2 separate regions of the Zea mays genome follow, and region 1 is linked to region 2. Evidence: chromatin contacts called from public Hi-C data. All regions are on one chromosome and are shown on one strand. Each heading gives the region's core, a stretch centred on a gene start, on an enhancer-like site or on the middle of the called end of the contact. The rest is flanking DNA. Distances are from core to core; before and after follow the strand shown. Region 1 has its middle 29 kb from the start of LOC103632762. Region 2 holds the start of LOC100284454.

Evidence for each region. A called contact is a pair of places that touch in the nucleus more often than the background predicts.
Region 1: a Hi-C map of leaf shows a contact between it and region 2, with 4 times the contacts expected there. The contact joins the enhancer-like site here to the promoter of LOC100284454 in region 2. A contact is called at or near these places in 4 of 25 Hi-C or Micro-C datasets (bundle sheath, ear, leaf and 1 more).

What each region holds. Positions count from the first base shown.
Region 1 is chr7:120,597,722-120,602,111 of Zm-B73-REFERENCE-NAM-5.0, reverse strand. No RefSeq gene overlaps it. Among protein-coding and RNA genes, the nearest start is that of LOC103632762, 29 kb to the left of the region's middle. Within about 2 kb of position 1,806, at least 11 of the 20 cell types and tissues checked have an H3K27ac peak or open chromatin away from gene starts, as enhancers often do. A contact at or near this core is called in bundle sheath and leaf, where this site is marked.
Region 2 is chr7:120,433,583-120,437,415 of Zm-B73-REFERENCE-NAM-5.0, reverse strand. LOC100284454 reads left to right here and starts at 1,483. Exons shown (of 1, transcript NM_001157349.3): 1 at 1,483-3,363. The coding sequence starts at 1,692. The coding sequence ends at 3,086.

The DNA.
Region 1 (4,390 bases), core at 557-3,056, 160 kb before region 2:
AAGCGAGCGCGGCGAGGCGGGGCGCGACGGAGCGAGGCGGGGCACGAGCGCGGCGGCGGTGGGGCGCGAGTGCGGCGGCGCGACGGGATTTAGGGCAGGCGGGGCGCGAGCGAAGAGATTTCGTGCTGAGCCAGGGATGGACGATTAAGGGACACTATTTTCGTCGGCCTCACGGAGGCCGACGAAAATAATGGTCCGGTTAATGTCGTATTTTCGTCGGCCTCTGCAGGCCGACGAAAATAATGGTCGTATTTTCGTGGGCCTGGCGGAGACCGACGAAAATACACCACATTTTCGTCGGTCCCGAGGCCGACGAAAATAAGTTTCGTATTCTCGTGGGCCTGCCCACGAAAATAGCCACATTTTCGTTGGTAACGACGGCCGACGAAAATAACATTGCATTTTCGTGGGCCGGCCGACGAAAATAACCCGGCCCACGAAAATTTATGCGTTTCCTGTAGTGCAAATTAGCAGAAATCGGCACATACCACGACAACGGCCAAGATTAGAACTGCACCTCCACTTGTTCCACCTAACAGGGGAGCGGGATGACGAACTCCTGGCCCGAACTGAGCGGTGAGTCGGGGTTGTCGACGGTGAGCCCATTGGCGGTGTGGATCTGGTCGGTGGAGGGGAGGCCAAGTCGCCGCAGACACAGCGGTTGGCACGCGAGGGGCGTCCTGACGGGGGACGATGCGGTTGGCGGCACCTGGAGAGTCGAAGTCGAGCGCGTTCCTGCGATCGTCGATTTCGCTGTCGCGCCACGGAACACCACTGCCACTAGAAACAACAGCCGTGCAGTCGCGCTGGAGAGCGGGTCCGCGTGGAGTAGGGGCAGTCTGGAGATGTAACACCGGCGCTGCGAGGAAGATGAAGATTGGGGAAGAAGAAACTGGCGGCGGCTACGTGCGGGGAAAGGAGGTAAGGTTAGGGGAGGGAAGAAAATGAGGGAAACGAAGGGAATGCACCTCTAGAACGATATGACGGGGAGGCAATCCGCCATGGATCTCATCTATGGGGACCCTTGTCCGCCGCGGTCGTGCTGGCTTCGCCGCGCTCGCTCGTGTCGCGCAACCGCCGCCACTAAAACACTAGTCTCAGCCATCGCAGAAACCTAGGTAGAGCGGTTGGTTTTATATGATGGTACATGAGCGTAAACCTGTGTATAACTAAGCGTAAACATTATAGTGGGTGGACTGGATGGTGCACCTGATCAACCGGGCAGGTGGTCGGGGCTTCCTGTAGTTAAACAGAGCACAAGGCTCAAGTTCTTATATCATATGCACTACCAAGCATGGCTGTAAATCTTCTTACGCCCCGGACCAAGTCTAGTTAATTAATTTCGCTCATCTCTTTCCATTCATTCTAGTAATTTTACACCTGAGCAAATGAAGTTATATATATAAGCCACGGCTGCCACGCCCAGGCCATGGCCAGAACGACTCAGTTGTGAAAATCCGGCCTTGGCTATACACACGATCTTTAATTTGGTTCAATTACGGAGTGTAGGTAGCAATAAGCAGGTGGCAGAGGAACTTCAAATATTAAGCTAGATCATAAAAAATGATGCAGTTCCGGGATTCCCATGCTCAAAGTCAAGCATCCAAATGCGCACCGCAAAGAACCTCGCCCTTTTTGTAAAGCGAGCGGGGGGTGGCGCGCGCAGGATCGGAGGCCCCACGAGATTCGGGGGGGGCGGGGGTGGAGGAACGATATCGATGGTCGATGAGCATGAGCTACGACCTTGCTGCTCCGCAAGCGAACCAAGAGGGGGCGCCAAAGTTCATCACACCTCTGTTTCTGTCTCTCTCTTCTCACTGGCCTCCTTTACGACTGAGCGTAGACCGATGCCGCATGCGCCATGCACAGCACAGAGAGGCCCTTTTGTTTAATCTGCAGTTGCTGTCACGCGCGAATCACTTCCGGCGGCCTGCCCATGCCACGATGATGCGCTGATTAACCAATGCGCCGGCCGTAGCAATGTGGACCATTCTACCGTATTTTGTAACCTCATAGCTATATATATAAGTATATATACTCCATTGGGGAAATTTATTACAGTAACCACCATTCTGAAATTGATGCAGTTAATTCTAGATTTACGTACCTTCAGTTAAATTATCTAATATTTGACAAAGTTTATATAAAAAAGTGTTGATGTTTTATGACATTGTATATATAAGGGTACTTATTTGATATTATAGATATTGATCTAGAATTATATTTTTGTACACAGAAGAAATAGATACCTATTTCTCTACAGGTTAATTGTCTGTGGCCATGGTCTAAGTTAGGGTAATAATGCATAGTCCCTCCATTCTAAAAGGAAATAAAATTCTAAATTAAAACTTTCTTAGGTTTAACCAAGTCTAATATTTAAGTCTCTAAATAGATTTACTAGAGGTGGAACAGTGCGCGTCACGGCGAGGCGGGGGGGGGGGGGGGGTCTCGCTGTCAGACACAATGCCGAGAGTGGTGGCAGCAGTGGCAGGGCGAAGCGAGGAGTAGTGCGCTAGAGATGGCGAGCGAGGCACGTGCGGTGAGCTCCCGGGGTCAGCTGCAGGGGTGGTGGTCAGAATTTTGCAGGCCTGAGAGCGGTGGGCAGGGAGGGCGAACAGAGCGGATAGAGCAAAAAGTTGGATGGGGGTGCTTGCGTGGGACCAGTTTGGGGGGGGGGGGGGGGTTGATGGGCGTGGGGTTGGTGAGGGGGCTAGTGGGTTTTGTGGGGCAGGGGGGTGCATTCGGGGGGTTGTCAACTGGGGTGCGGCCTAACCTAGAGTTTGGCAGAAGATGGGTTAAAAGGAAATTGGGTTAACCATTTCCTATAACTAATTTTGGTGGTTGATAATCAACAAAACACATGGACTAACTAGTTTGTTCTAGAAATCATCTATTACAGGTGCATAAGGTTCAACACAAACCAATAAAAGAATCAAGTTAGGGACTCAATTTGAAACGGAGCAAAGAACTTGAGTGTGCTGAGAATTAGCGCACCGGACTGTCCGGTGTGCCACCGGACAGTGTCCGGTAGACCAGGACCGTACAGGTGTGAACCAGCCACTCTCGGGAAAACGGAGGCACGCTCCGCTATAATTCACCGGACTGTCCGGTGTGCCACCGAACTGTCCGGTGAGCCAGCGGAGCAACGACTACCTGCGCTCAACGGTCGACTCTGACAGATGAACAGTGTCACGGCAGAAGTCAGAGCAGGAAGTCAGAGGGGCACCGGACTATCCAGTACCGCAAGAAGACAAAGCTCCAACGGTCGACCCAGCTCCGAACCCTAACGATTGGGTGACGTGGGGGCGCATCGGACAAGGAACAGTGCCTGTCCGGTGGCGCACCGGACTGTCCGGTGCGTCCATCGCCAGCAGCCTCCCCAACGGCTACCAAAGTGGTTGGGGGCTATAAATACCCCCAACCACCACAACCTTTGGTATCCAAGTTTTTCAGAGATCACATTCAATACAAGAGCTAGTGCATTCACTCCAAGACACATTTCCAAAGATCAAACCCTCTCCAAGCATAGAATTCAACTCAAACATTTAGTGACTTGTGAGAGAGTGTGTTCGTGTTCTTTTGCCCTCTTGTTTCTTGGATTGCCTTTCTTCTTTCTCAATTCTTGTTCTCAAGTGACTTGTAATCAAAGCAAGAGACACCTAAGTGTGTGGTGGTTCTTGCGGGGTCATAGTGATCCAATTGATTAAGGAGAAGGCTCACTTGGTCTAAGTGACCGTTTGAGAGAGGGAAAGGGTTGAAATAGACCCGGTATTTGTGACCTCCTCAACGGGGACTAGGTTCTTTGGAACCGAACCTCGGTAAAACAAATCACCGTGTTCACTCGCTTGATTCTTGATTGATTTATTTTCTCTCTCTTCCGGACTTGAATTTAATGTTGGAACTTGCTCTCCTGTGCAAGTTGATCCAACGGGGGAGTGAAAGCAATGTAAACAAGGTTTTAGCTTGAGATGGCAATAGCTCTGTTAATCTAGCCTCTCAAGGGCACTGTGCGGGGGTATTTATAGGTGTCTGAGTGCCCAGCGTCAAGGATTAAGGACGCATGTGCCCTCATGTGCCTAGGTCCTCCCCGGAATATTCCCATTAAAGCAGGGTTACAGACTGTAATAACAGAAAAACCTTTACAATTTAGGCCCGTAATGCGCAGCGACAGCGCGGAGCCCGTTATGATGAGCCGGATTGCACGTGGGCCCTCGTGTTGGGCGACGCCGCGGGATGGGGCGACCTCGCCATAGGTCTTCGTCCTTCGGCGTGTCGAACGAAGGGTGGAGTCTGCCAGTCGTCGTCTCCGTTGGTGCAGCGAGACTGGCGAAGGCGTCGAGCGAAGGGTAGCGTCTTCGCCTTCGCCCCAACATTTAACTCTAACGCTAAC
Region 2 (3,833 bases), core at 234-2,733:
GTAATGAAATATCTGTGATGCACTGATGCCTGTAAGCTGCAACTTTTGAACTTATGGCTTGTAATCATGTGACTATGTGAGGCAATGGCGTGGCAGTGATTTGAACTGATGTCTTATACTTTTGCTACTGTTTTTTACCTAACTTAATTAATCTGAATCGGGTGGCTGCCGGGTATGGGTTACCCGTCGGGTAACAATACCCACTCGGGTACGGGTATGGGTAAACATTTCTACCCGCAACCGGGTATGGGTATTGTGTCGGGTATATTTTTTTGTCGCGGGTGCGGGTATGGAAAGACAATACCCGGCGGGTACGTACCCGTTGCCATCTCTAGTGCGGCGGCCGTTCAGTATTTTTCCCTTTGTAGGATAATTCACTTTGAGCCTGTAGCCTTTGCATGTCTCTTTTTTACTCCACTTTTGATTGTTTTATCGGTAGTGAAGTCCATTCCGCAAGCCTATGTTAATAAAGACGTGTGTAAGTGTGTTAGTTAACTTCCAATTATTGAGGAACATATTTACTTATGAAAAAATTCTTAGTAATGGTCAATGTAACAAAAAAAAGTAAGGCCACATTTGTTTCATTGGAATTGAATTCTATTATAATAATTATAATTTAGATAAAACTAATTAAGTTCATATATTTATATATATAATATATTTGTATATTATCCTAAATTATATGAGAGATAGTTATATATTATATTTATATTATAGCGAAGCAAGTATAAGAGTGTGTTATAAGTTGTACATCGGAAAAATAGCATGTAAATTTATAGAATCAATTTTTATCTCTTACCTCATGAATTTGAGATATTCTTATATGATAACTTTGGAAAGTGTGGAATGTCATATTCTAAAAAAATAGCCTATTGCATTAGTAAAATTCCAATTCCTCAAGATAAAGAAAACAAACGGGACATAAAAGTAATTCTACGAGAATTTTGCGTGAATCAATGTATTTTTAGAAAAAAAAAACAAAAAAATATAGAGAGAAATCACATTCCAAATTGGTTCTTAATGGGAGGGCAGATTCTTGGCACATGATACTAGGAAACAGTCTTTCCCGTCTAATTGCTCTCCCTAAACAAACCTAATCTCGCTGGCAATGAGGACATTCCACTACTAGACGAGAACTCTAGACCTGCTGCCGGCCAAGGTTGCCATGGTACAACAACGTTGAAGGTTGAACGCTGAACGGGCGCAGGAAATGGCCCAATCACCCGGCAGCAGATCCGCCCGAATCTTCGGTGCTCCAACCTCGCCGGCAACAACCGCTCCCGACGCGTCATGGGCCCTTCCTCGCTCCCGCCTCCACTCCGTAGCTCCCACCTCACCCCCGCTCCTCGCAGGCTCGACCCCACCCGTTCGGTCCGCGTGCCCGCCTCACGTTGGTCCGCCGCGCGCGCACCACACCACAGTACCACACCACACCACACCGCTACATACAAATAAGCGAGCCCCCCGGCGCCCAACGACTTTGCAAATCCCGTGTGCCGCACTGGCCGAGCCCACATTCGAACCAAAGTCCCCCCGGGCCCCCCCAAGGAAAACCATGTGCCGCGCCCGCCACGTTCCCACGCGCCACTAAATCAGCAGCGCCCGGCCGCCCGGAGCTGCCAGTAGCGGCAACAGCAAAACAAGAAGCAGCCAGCTACCGGAGCACTAGTAAACAGTAAGCAGCAGAGAGCATGGCGAGATCAGGGCGGGAAGCGGAGCCCGGAGAGGAGGAACGGAAGCTGGTGCTGGGCAAGTACGAGCTGGGCCGCCTGCTGGGGCAGGGCACCTTCGCCAAGGTTTACTACGCGAGGGACCTGAGCGCCGGCGCCGGCACGGGCCACAGCTGCAGCGTAGCCATCAAGGTGATCGACAAGGCGCGGCTGCGGCGCACGGAGGGGATGGTGGAGCAGCTGCGCCGGGAGATCTCCATCATGCGGATGGTGCGGCACCCCAACGTGGTGGGCATCCGGGAGGTGCTCGCCAGCCGCTCCCGCGTCTTCGTCGTCATGGAGTACGCGCGCGGCGGGGAGCTCTTCGCCAAGGTGGCCCGGGGCCGCCTCGACGAGGACCACGCGCGCCGCTACTTCCAGCAGCTGGTCGCCGCCGTCGGCTTCTGCCACCGCCGCGGCGTCGCGCACCGGGACCTCAAGCCCGAGAACCTGCTGCTGGACGAGGCGGGGCGGCTCAAGGTCACCGACTTCGGGCTGGCCGCGCTGCCCGAGCAGCTGCGCCACGACGGCCTGCTCCACACGCAGTGCGGCACCCCCGCGTACGTCGCGCCCGAGGTGCTCAGGAAGCGCGGCTACGACGGCGCCCGCGCCGACCTCTGGTCCTGCGGCGTCGTGCTCTACGTCCTCCTCTGCGGCTTCCTCCCGTTCCAGCACGACAACTACGTCAAGTTGTACCAGAAGATCTTCAAGGCCGACTACCAGGTGCCGCCCTGGGTCTCCGGCGACGCGCGCCGCCTCATCGCGCGCCTGCTCGTCGTCGACCCCGCCAAGCGCGCCTCCATCGCCGAGATCATGTGCACGCCGTGGTTCAGGAAGGGCTTCGTGCCGCCCGTCCTTTCGCCCCCGGTGACGCCCAAGAAACAGCAGCTGGACGAAGGCGCTGCCCTCTTCGACAACGACGACGACGACAACAGCAACAGCAACCACTCTGGCGCCACCTCCCCTCGGTCGTGCAACGCGTTCCAGCTCATCTCGTCCATGTCCTCCGGGTTCGACCTGTCGGGGCTGTTCGAGAGCGAGCAGAAGACCGCGACCGTGTTCACGGCCCGCGCGCCGGCGGCCACCGTGGTGGAGAAGCTGGAGTCCGTGGCGCGCGCCCTAGGATTCGAGGTCACCAGGGGGAAAGGCTGGAAGGTGAGGATGGAGGCCAAGGCCGAGGGCACGAACGGACGGCTCGCGGCCACCGCCGAGGTGCTCGAGGTGGCCGTGGACGTGACCGTGGTCGAGTTCGTGCACGACGCCGGGGACGCGCTGGACTTTAACAAGTTCTGCGCCGTCGACGTCCGCCCGGGGCTCACGGAGATCGTCTGGGCGTGGCAGGGCGACAGCCCCGCCGCCGCCGTCGGCACCGCGTGAACAAGCGTCCCCGTCTGTCACGTGGAAGTTGTAGCAACTTTGCGTAGGAGTTAAACACGGCTGCACTGGCACCAGCTTTTTATAGCATGTAAAGTTTCAAGTTCTCGTCGTTGCTTCGAGACTGCCATGGTGGCTAGTTCGTTGTGTGCCATATGCTGTACAGGAAGGAAAGAGTCGAATCGAGCCGGGGAGTTTTCGATCGACTTGCCAAGTTTTGTACGATCATAACCTGTATTTTCTGGAGATGTGTGCATACAAAATTTTGCCCGTGATCAAATTTAGTTTTGGTCCCCATATATTTTTTCCCATCAGGATGATTCTACCAATTAAATCAATTATTACTATGTCATTTTCACAGGATCTAGGTTGTTCTTAATCAGCAATGGATATTCATACAAGTCTTCGATGTTCAATGAGCTAGGTGGAAATTTCGGTGTTACAAAAGTAATTACACGATAGGATTTTTTTTTTGCTAATGTGACAAGGTATTTAATAGGAGGAAGATAAAAGCTATCTTAAGTAAGATACTGCTTTCACATGATATCTTAGGTTATGACACACACAAAATATTACTGAGGTCTATTTTTATAGACAACACCAATTAAATAATTAAAACATATAAATATGATAAAGGGAGTGTATCTTGTATCAATATCATACTTTTTTATCTTATGTGGTATTTTTGGATATTGGAGTATATGATACTTGGGACCGAGAATAGTCTTAAGGTCCATACAATTATTTGAT